Linked DNA regions of Rattus norvegicus: region 1 is linked to region 2. The links are chromatin contacts, called in public Hi-C maps. All regions are on one chromosome and are shown on one strand. Each heading gives the region's core, a stretch centred on a gene start, on an enhancer-like site or on the middle of the called end of the contact. The rest is flanking DNA. Distances are from core to core; before and after follow the strand shown.

Region 1 (5,028 bases), core at 2,482-4,981, 210 kb before region 2:
CTCTCCAGAAATACCTTGGTGAGCCCTCAACAGTTTCTAACCACTTAATAATTTTGACCCTGCCAGCCCCTTCAAATAGATCGTTAACCACAAGAGTCCTTGGCAATTCCCAAACCATAGCCTCTGTCCAAAAGGAAAAGATAGGGCTTTGTGAGGCGGAAAGGAAGTGAGAGAAAACAAAACAAATGTAGCTGAAGCTGAAAGTGAAAAGTGCTTGGACGGATTGGTATTTTCTTTTCTGCACGGCATCCTGCCAATCTTCTTCCCCCACACCCCACTCCTTAATAAGGTCCGATTTTTGCGTGTAGGAAAATGTTATCTACCACGCAACGACCCCCCATAATTGCTGTTGTTTTGTTTTGACCCGTCTTCATCCTACTAATACCCTCCCCCCCCCCGCCTCACCCTGTCAACACCCCAACTCTGGGAGACCTTAGGTGTAGAAACCCTGCGGACCCCCGACGCCGCATCCCACCCGATCACTTTCACGCGACTTATTTTCAGTCGCGAGATTCCCCCACTAGAGAGGTTTCAGTGAGAACCGGAAATTTTCATTTAACTCTCCCCCGCCCTCCGGGCCCCCCGTTCTGAGCCGATCGCTGGGGAGCAGCACAGCCCGGGCCGGGCCTGGCTCGCTTGCTCCGGAAGGCTTTAATTTGCACACTCGCCTCCGGGTAGGTCTCGGGCCCCGAGGCTCGCAGATCCCCGCCCAGCCGCGCAGCCTCCTCTACTCGGGCCCCCAGCCCAGGCTAGAGCCCCGAGGGCCCCCGAGCCTCCTTGGACGCCCCGCGGGCGGCGCCCTCCTCCGTCCCTCCGCCCTCCGCCGCTGTGCCCACCCCCTGCCCGCAGAGCGCCTCTCGCCTGGGCCGCAGTAGTCAGTTACCTGCTCCACGGGGCGAACACGTGCGGGGGCCGACAGACATTCCAGCTTCACAAGAGGCCGGCGCCCCTGGACCGCAGGTAAGGGGCCACGGGCTCTCGTGGGTGGGCTGAGGGACGGGGGGGGTCCCCGGCGAGGATCGGGGTGGGTGAGGGTAACGGGGTGTAGGGGGCTGTGTGGCCCCTCGGGATCCGCTGGCGTTAACCCCTTAGTTGAGACTGGTTAAGTTATGGGGGCCAGCTGGGGGAAGCTAGAGGTCTCGAGAGGAACCTTCCACACCGAGGACACCCCGACCCCAGGGTCCTATGCCAGCTTGAACAGATTGGTGCGCAAAATAGCCACACGTTCACTTCTCATCGAGCTTCCCCAAACTGACTCTACTTGGACAGTCACATTTAAAGTTGAACATGCACCGTCTGGGTGGGATTCCGTGCTGGAGAATGTGTTTCCGCGCCCCCATGTTTATTTCCCCTGTGCAAGTTCCCTCTGCAGCCTCCCGAGGGGTGTGGGTATGGGCCCCATCTTCCCCACTAAGGAGTAAAACGTTCGCCCAGCCTTCCTGCTGGCGACCCCTCGGGCGCGTTATGCACGGAGGAGTGCACGGAGCCCACCGGGGTTGAAGCCCCGCAAGCATGCACTCTTGCTTCACGCCCCAAGTTTGCTTTTCTTATTTAAAGCTTTGCAGTTCAAATGCACACCCTGGGCAAGAGCAGCCCGGGGCTCGGCGGCGCACTCGTCCCCGTGCACGTGGGCGTATCTGCGCGGGCGCATCTGCGTTTGCGCACACGCGCGGGTCGCGGTCCCGCGGGCGGCCTCCCCTCGCTGCGCTGGTGGCGACCCTTGCGGCGTTTGGCAAGGCTTCGGGAGAGGCTCATGAAGGATTTCATTGAGTGCGAAGACAGAGCAGAGACAGAAAGCAGAAGGAGGCGGCTGCAGCCTTTGTAGTCGCGGAGGAATGCGGAAATGTTGAAGCACTATGTCAAACTTTTTTGAAATGGGGTCAAGTCACATTCAGCCAGCGTGGGAAAGCAACAACAACAACAAAAAAGTGGAGGAGGGGAGGGGGCTAGGCACCGCCTCTCGGGTCCGGGGGGTGCAGGCCCGCGGGGGTGGGACGGCTGCCGCCTCCCGGAACCTGGGCTGGACACCACCAGAGGGGGAGGGCGGGCGCCAAGGCCGCTGCTCCCGCTACCTGTGTGGCCCTCGACCTGGCTCGGACCCCCGGGCGAGGGCTGGGGGGTCCTTTCCACAGCTTTTTAGGAAAGCTCTCAAAGGAGCCGAGAGAGACTCTGCCTTGGCCGCGCGGTGCTACGCGGGCACCCAGGGGGGGGGGGGGGGTCGCGCCATGTGTTCTTTAATTCCAGGCAGAAGAGCGAGCGGGGGAGGAGGGGTGCGGGGCAGGTAAACGCCTGTGGACCGTTCCGGACACGCGGCTGCGGTGACCAAGGTCCAGCCCAGACTAAGGCCTCCGTGGGATGGGAAGGCTTACTGGGTCATCCCTAAACAACTGAACGGGGAAGGGGCGCCTGACTACGCGTGGGACCTGGCCTCCAGACTTTGGGGAACCGAACGACCGTCTCGGCTACCGACCTCCAGCCGTCCCGGAATATCGGGCAGAGGTTCGGTGGTCGTGACACAAGGGCAGTCTCCTCTCACACCCCGGAGACCTACGTTTACTACCCTTCACCCCCACCGTCGTAAGGGCGGTTGCTTTTGCACGGGTTGAAAACTTTAGGACCAGCCCGGTTTAGCTAGCTAAATCCCGAAGTTACTTTTTCCGTACAGGACGAGCCTTCCCCACACCCTTGGGATTAGTGTGTGTGTGGGGGGGAAGCACTTCTCCCCTTCCAGGGCCCCTCGCTCTCCCATCTCTAGTAGCCCCAGCCCTCCTCTACCAGATGGTCTGTCCTCCCAGAGTTTCCACCAGGGAGGTCCTCCGAGTCGGAGGCAGAATTTCGTCTCCCACTAAGCTTGCCATACCCCCAAAGACCATTTGTGTGAGCGAGTCCCTTTTAAATGTCTCTCGGTAGAAAAACTGAAAGTAGAAAGAAAGGAAGCAATTTCCGAGCAGATGTCTGACCACCCCTACTCGCATACTCCCAGCATCGGGTTACAGGGTCCTGGGAGCCCCAACCCGGTTCTGCTGCCCCACATGGGTGAACCCCTGGTGCATTCACGCCAGCTTCTGAACTCCCCCAGGACGCCCCGTTCCCCGCACGTCCAGGCCCCCGGAGTCAGAGAGGGCAGCTGAGAACAACGGTATAGGTATAAATATTGAGCCGTGACATTGACGCGCCCGCCGCTTCCCCTCCCCCGCGCTCCCGGCACACTCTGGGTTGCTCGGCACGCCCCCTCTCGTCCCGCTGCCTCCCGCGCGGCGCTCATCCCCGAGGGGCCGGAGCAACCTCTCCTCGCGAAGACTGCACGAGCCCTGCTGGGGAAGAAAAAGTAACTTGGTTTTTCTCGGAGAAACCCGGCCGGATTAGGCAGCTGGGGCGAATAGAGGGGAGGAGGAGGGGAGCTGGTGGAACCCGGTGAAGTCTCCCAAGCAGCCTGATCACACTTTCTCCTTGTCCTCCCGTCTCCTCCTCCTAGGTGCAGAGATTGTGGGCAGACTATGTAATCGCTGCGGAGGGGGAAGAGGAGGGATCGGCGCTCTCCTGCGGCCGCAGCGCGGCGACTCGGCTAGGCGGAGTTTCGCGGCGGCTGCGCCCGGCTTGAGCCCGCGGGCAAAGAGGTCGGTCCGTCCAGCCCGGCGGCCGCGAGTCCGACTCCGGGCGTCCCGGAGGCGTATAAGGCAACCAGTGAGCACCCGGTTCCACTGTGCCGCGCCGGCAGCCTCCAGCCAGCATGGAGAAGGACAGCCTGAGTCGCGCCGACCAGCAGTATGAGTGCGTGGCGGAGATCGGGGAAGGCGCCTACGGGAAGGTGTTCAAGGCCCGCGACCTGAAGAACGGCGGCCGCTTCGTGGCTCTGAAGCGCGTGCGAGTGCAGACCGGAGAGGAGGGCATGCCGCTCTCCACCATCCGCGAGGTGGCGGTGCTGAGGCACCTGGAGACCTTTGAGCACCCCAACGTGGTCAGGTGAGCCTAGAGCCCTGGCTATCCGGTCCGGGAAGGTGCTGGGCAAGGGGCGGCTGGTGACCCAACTAGAGTAAGAGTTGAGTTTCCCCAGATAAAACCGATGACCTTGCTGGACAGGGCAGAAAAGGAGACCTGCGGTGAATTCCCAACAGCCAAGCAATTCTGACGAGCTTTCACTCTGCTTGCCTCAAGGGATCCGGGGGCGTTGGGTGTCTTTTAGGGACAAAACCCAACAACCCCCAGAAACGCCCCTCCAGCCCTTATTTAACTTTTCCCGTTCGTGGGGGAGTTTTTGAGAGACAGAGTGAGGTAGTTATCCAGCTTGTGATAAAGGGTGGAGCATAATGTAAATAAAATTTAAGAAAATGCAGAAATGTGTAAGAATGTGTTTGCCAATCACACCCACATTGGTGGCATATATATATATATATATATATATATATATATATATATATATATATATATATATATATATAGTTGTAGAATGACTTCTGATGGTCTTAGAAGTTCAGAAGTTTCTACTCTGATGCCTAGTGTTAAACATTGTTTGAAAAATGTCTTTCGAGGCTGGGTACTAGGAACACTGAATCAGGAAGATCCAGAGTTCGAAGCCAGCCTGAGCTACAAAAGACCCTATTTGAGAAAAGAGAGGGAGGGAGGGTGGGGAGGCGGGCACTTGCTTCTCAAACCGCTACCTGATTGTCTGTATCATTTAGTATCTGTGGACTGGTATGTTCTGACTTAGACTGCCTCTCTTGGGGGTTAGATGTGAGTCTGCGCTTTAGATTTTAAGACCTGTTTCCCTGGAAAAGTTGTGCAGGTGGGTGAGGAAGCATTCTTAACCAACTCTCCTGCGATTGAAGATAATGGTGTTTTCTAGAAGATGCTGGGATTTCCCCCACTGTGCCTTTTATCCTTCTCTCTTTTTAAGCAGTTGCATTGCTGGAAGTTAAAAGGGAAAGCACAGACCTTTCCATAAATTTTCCATAAAATTAGAGTTTACCATTCGCAGCTCTTCTTTTCGTCTGGGATTCCTTACAACCAATATGTGCCTACTGTATGCCC
Region 2 (5,340 bases), core at 2,232-4,731:
GAAATGTATATAAGAAATACTCAAGTTAATAAAAAAAAAAAAAAGAAAAAAAAAAAGAAACATGTACTTTCACGTTTGACACACTTGTGTTCAAATGCTCAGCAGCTCTGCTTTGTCACCGTGAGACAAGAAGCAAATGGCTTGGCTCTCCCTGCCCTCTACTCTCAGCTGAAAGACGAGATGCAATCTCATGGTTATGCCTTAGGCGTTTGAGACAGCATGCAATTCACTGCTAGAAGGGAAGTGTGTTGCTTAGCAGATCACGTGTGTGGGTGGTATATAAGGCATTTCTTTAGTCTTCCCTCAGATTCACTAGGACTTCTGTTCTGGGAAGACTTGGATTGATGTAGGTTTTATGAAGACCTCTCTCACCAGCCCCAGATGTTTCTTTATTATCTCCACCGTGTCCTGGCTAGTTTTCTTGTTTATCTGTTCTCCACTGAGATAACTGCTCTAGGATTGGGTCGTTGGATGGCTAAAGATAGCCAAAGGAAACAACGAATCTTCCTGTTGAATTGTGTCAAGCAAGCTGAGGGGGGGAAAGTGAAAGCAAGGAGCTAAAGGGAAAACTCCCCATTTTCTCAGGCCTCTCTCTCCAGTTGGGCTACTGGAAATACTGACTGCTAAGTGCCCAGGGCACCATCAGTGAACCACAAAGAAAGAATAGGCTATTACTCATAGAATCTTCTTTTCTCCTCAGGCGCAAAGCGAAGGTGGTTAATCCTCAACTTAAGTTGGAAGTAAGGGATAAGGAAGAAGAAACAGAAATAAAAGTCTTGAGACCAGATCGACAGTGGACAATGAGACCGGTTCCCCAAGATCAATCAGTACTGAGTGGTACTGGAAGAACCACCATTGGTTGCATTTAATAGATTTGGGGAACTGTCTTAGGGTTTTATTGCCAAGAAGAAACACCATAACCAAGGCAACTCTTTTTTTTTTAATTTATTTTGTTTATTATATATAAGTACACTGTTGCTGTCTTCAGACACACCAGAAGAGGGCATCAGACCCCATTACAGATGGTTGTGAGCCACCATGTGGTTGCTGGGATTTGAACTCAGGACCTCTGGAAGAGCAGTGGGAGCTCTTTACCACTGAGTCATCTCTCCAGCCCCAAGGCAACTCTTATAAAGGAAAACATTTCATTGGGGTTAGCTTACAGTTTTAGATGTTCAGTCCATTATCATCATGGTGGGAAGCATGGCCGCATACAAGCAGGCGTAGTGCTGGAAGAACAACTGAAAGTTCTACATGTTGATCCACAGGCAGCAGCAGGAGAACGCCACACCCACTCTAGCAAAGCCACACCTAATAGCACCACTTTCTACAGGCCTAGGGGAGCCAATTACATCCAAACTATTACAGGAACATTTTAAGAAAGAAAGTGGAGATTGGAATATCTGTTTCAACACCAAAGTATGAGAAAGGAGGGACTCTCTCTCAGAGAGAAAAAGGTGGTTTTCTTTGCGGTACTAGATTAGATGTGGGGCCTCACACATGCTAGGTAAATGATCCATCACTGCCACTTTTATTACCTATATATGTAACTTTTATTTCCCTGAATTAAATGTCATCTCTGATGTTTACTACCTCAGTCTGATAACCTAGGTCTAGTCCTGGAAGCTTCCAGCCTCTATACAATCTAGTATAGGCCTAGAATGTTTAACAGGCTTTGAGACTTACTGCTGAAAATACTCACCCTCTCTGGTTCAGTTCAGCTGTTCTGGCTTAAATCCATCTCCAAGCTGACTGATTCCAACTGGCTTCTCTCAGTTTCTGACTGAATTGGTCTGCTTGGCCTCGAACTAACTCTGGCAATCTGTTCTAATCTTCTGGCTCCTTCTCACTCTCGTGATTCATTCCATTTTCACTTGTGTCTAGCTTGTTCTCTGTTCAACCAGTCTCTGTAAAACTCTCAGGATAAAACTGCCTCTGTCCTCTCTTTCTCTCTGCACTGCTCTCCTAAGTAGCTTCCCTTTCCTCTCTTTTCTCTTGAGAGCTGTGCATATACTATTTTGTCAGATCTTTCTCTGATTCATCACTTTGTCTGCCGCTCAATTAGACATCACTATCAAACATGGGTGCTTCCTTCTACAAACTAACTGTACCTTCATTGTTTGGGATTAAAGATGTGTACAAGGGCTAGGCCACACCACAACTAGAAACAACTGTTTTTAAATAAATAACACAATCTCAGGTTTCCCAGTATGATCACGCATCCCGAAACTCATACCAGTCTTTTTGTTCCCTTTGAATTTTACTTTACACAATGTCTAACCAAGTTGCCCAGATCAGACTTGGATTTATTTTGTTGTTCAAGATAGCCTTGAACTCATGACTTCTACCCACCAACCCTAAACCTCCCAGGTGCTATGCTATGGTCATATCCAGGAGGTCCAGGAAAAGGCTAAAGGATTTTCTTCAATATAATGAAAGTCCCATATTTCCATTTTCTAAAAATCCAAAAAGGATTCTGATCAATTTTAAATTATCTTCTTATGCTCTCGTGTTGACATGAATCTACAAGGCACTTTTTTCAACCCTGTAAATACTCAGAGTATGGTGTATTAGTGTCTAGAGTCTAGACCACTTCTGCAGTTTAGGGACAGTGCAGATAATCCCATAGCACCAAAGCAGTAAAGTCTAACCTGCGAGTTTAGAAACACACCCCTAAAAGATAGGGATAAGTTACATCTTAACTATATTTAACTTGTCCCAGACTCATTTTTTAAAAGTTTTATGACAAATTTTTTGTCAGCTTTATTTTATGTGTTTGCCTACATGTATGTGTGTGCAGTGTGTGTGCCTGGTACCCACAGAGGTCAGAAGAGGGCATTGGATACCCAGGAACTGGAGTTATGGTTACGAACTATCATGTGGTTACTTAGAACTAAACCAAAGTCCTCTGCAGGAGCAGTAAGTGTTCTTAAATAGTAATTATGTCAAGTAGATGATTTAAAAAAAATAAACCAATAACAGAAATTGCCGGGTGGTAGTGGATCTGTTTAATTCCAGGGAGGCAGAGGTAGGTGGATTTTCATGAGTTCAAGGTCATCCTGGTCTACCAAGCTAGTTCCAGGACAGCCAGGGCTACAGAGAGAAACCCAGTCTCAAAAAAAAAAAAAAAAAAAATTCACAGGTGATGAATAAATGAAGTTTAGAGCACAAATTCCTTAAGCAAGTCTCTAGGACCAGATTGTGTTGGTCTTCACTTTATTTTCAACAGTGTACCAGCGCAGGCACAGTAGGGATAGTAGTAATCTTGCTTCCCCCTAGAATGAGTATTTCAGCGCATAAGAAAGCCAAGGCCAAATGGAGTGAGCTGCCTTGGCGAGGCGGGGTACACATAGTGGGGTCACAAGAATCCTGCTGTAGCTCCTGGGAACCCGCGGGCTGTCGCTAGCGCTGGTCTGTCCTCCACACCGCCAGGGGGCGCCGTGGCGTGCGCGGTCCCCCGGATTGGCAGGGCGCCGCTCTCTGGGCGGGGCATAGAGGCGGTAAGAAGACTTGCGGCGGGCCGCTTCGGCTTCTTCTCCGGCCTGCTTTCCCTGTGGGTTCACGCGCGTTCGGCCGGCCACCATGGGGAAGCGAGACAATCGCGTGGTGAGTATTCGGTAGGGAAAACGGTGGAGTGAGGCGGGGGCCGGACGGCAGGCGAGCGAGCGGAAGCCGTCGCCCGTCGCGGCGGGGCTGGCGGCCGCGTCGCACTTGGGGCCCCGAGACCCCGCGCCGTGCGGTGCGCGTGCGCCTTGCTGGTCCTCAGCGTCGTGCTCTGCGGGCCCTGGGCCTGCCGCTCCGCCGCGGTAAGGGCTGAGAGCACGGAACCGGAGCCGGCGCCGTCTGTGCAGAGAGGCCCAGACCCAGCGCAGCCCAACCGCGGGAATGGGGGTGGGGTGCGGGAATGATGGCTTTGGGGTGCTCTAGACTCCTGTGCCCTCGGAAGTTAGTGACTTCTGAACCCAAGTTTCTACCTGTGGGAATGGGGGGACCTCCTTAGTCACAGTTTGACCACAAAGGCAACTGCCCAACTGAACGTGCGGGTACCTATAAAAATCGGCCTGGGAAATGATAGTGTTCGCCACCCCGTCTTTAAAACAACAAAAACGTCCGTTTTAGTGCCTTGTGATTCCGTCATGGAAGCTTGGTGGTCGCGAATCTTGCTTGCACTGTTCAGGAGTGTACTTTCCTCCTGGCTTCAGGACGAGACCACGCGTTAACTGGATCATAGGATAGTGTTGAAATGCTCTATGTGCTTGGGCATCCTAAGTTCGACCTAGTGCTTGGGTTCTTTTAGTGTCCTCTCAGGTAGAAATCACCTCACCAGGAATGGAGACAGTTTTGCTTTGTTGTTATTAATGATGCTGTCGTGATTTTAAAGATTATAGGATTGCTTACAGACATTATAGTTTCTTACTGAAATCCAGACTGTTTCATTTTACTGGAAAGTTTCATTTATATATTCCTCAAGTCATTTTCAAAACATAAAAATTAGTTTCGTTTACTGGAGCGTTTTGACAGCTCTGTACTGTTCTGTTGTCATCCCACAATATGTTCTGGTAGCATTTTGTTTGTACTTCAAAGATTCTAAGACTGAAAACATTTTTTCAAAAGGTGGGAGTTGTAGATGTAAGGGAGATCTGAGACATAGAGGGCAGGGCAAGGATGCTTAAACTTGACCATAACTTGTATCATTTGGTATTTGGTTCAGTACCTCATGGATCTGGATCCCTCCCCTCTCCCCAGAGTCTCACTTTAATAAGGCTTTTAACCCACACATCCTATATATCCTGGTTCCACACACACACAGCTTCTCCATTATCAACATCCTCCACTGTAGAGATACAGGTGAACTGACTATGTTTCAGGAAAACAGGATCCCATCCTGTGATACTGTGCATAGTGTGTCTTTGGACACATTAATAATGATACCACCCATTATGATGCACTGTCACCACTTTTTTTTTTTTTTTTTTTTTTTTTTTTTGGTTCTTTTTTTCGGAGCTGGGGACCGAACACTGTCACCACTTTGAAAGCTCTGTTTCAGTCTCACCTGTCCCTCAATCCACCACAATCACTGGTCTCTTTACTAGCTCCATAGTTTTTCCAGAACTAGATTTTGAGTGTCTGCCTCTGAAAATACTAGCTGTTGTTCTTCTCTAGAAATTGTCTGAGAGGCAATCCAGTTCTTTTTCTTACATTGATTATGCCCTCATGGTTTTAAAGATTGCAGGATTGGCAGTTAAAAAAATCAACCAAACCTTTAGGGGACTGGAGTAATGCTTGGAGGGTAGGAGCACAGGTTCCCTCCCTCCCTTCCTTTCTATTAATGTTTGCTTG

What was found. A called contact is a pair of places that touch in the nucleus more often than the background predicts.
Region 1: a Hi-C map of the Rat2 cell line shows a contact between it and region 2, with 3 times the contacts expected there. The contact joins the promoter of Cdk6 here to the promoter of Fam133b in region 2. A contact is called at or near these places in 2 of 12 Hi-C or Micro-C datasets (the Rat2 cell line and Schwann cells).

The regions. Positions count from the first base shown.
Region 1 is chr4:31,780,205-31,785,232 of GRCr8, reverse strand. Cdk6 (cyclin-dependent kinase 6) reads left to right here and starts at 3,731. Exons shown (of 7, transcript NM_001191861.2): 1 at 3,731-3,963. The coding sequence starts at 3,731.
Region 2 is chr4:31,568,921-31,574,260 of GRCr8, reverse strand. Fam133b (family with sequence similarity 133, member B) reads left to right here and starts at 3,481. Exons shown (of 11, transcript NM_001024799.2): 1 at 3,481-3,606. The coding sequence starts at 3,583.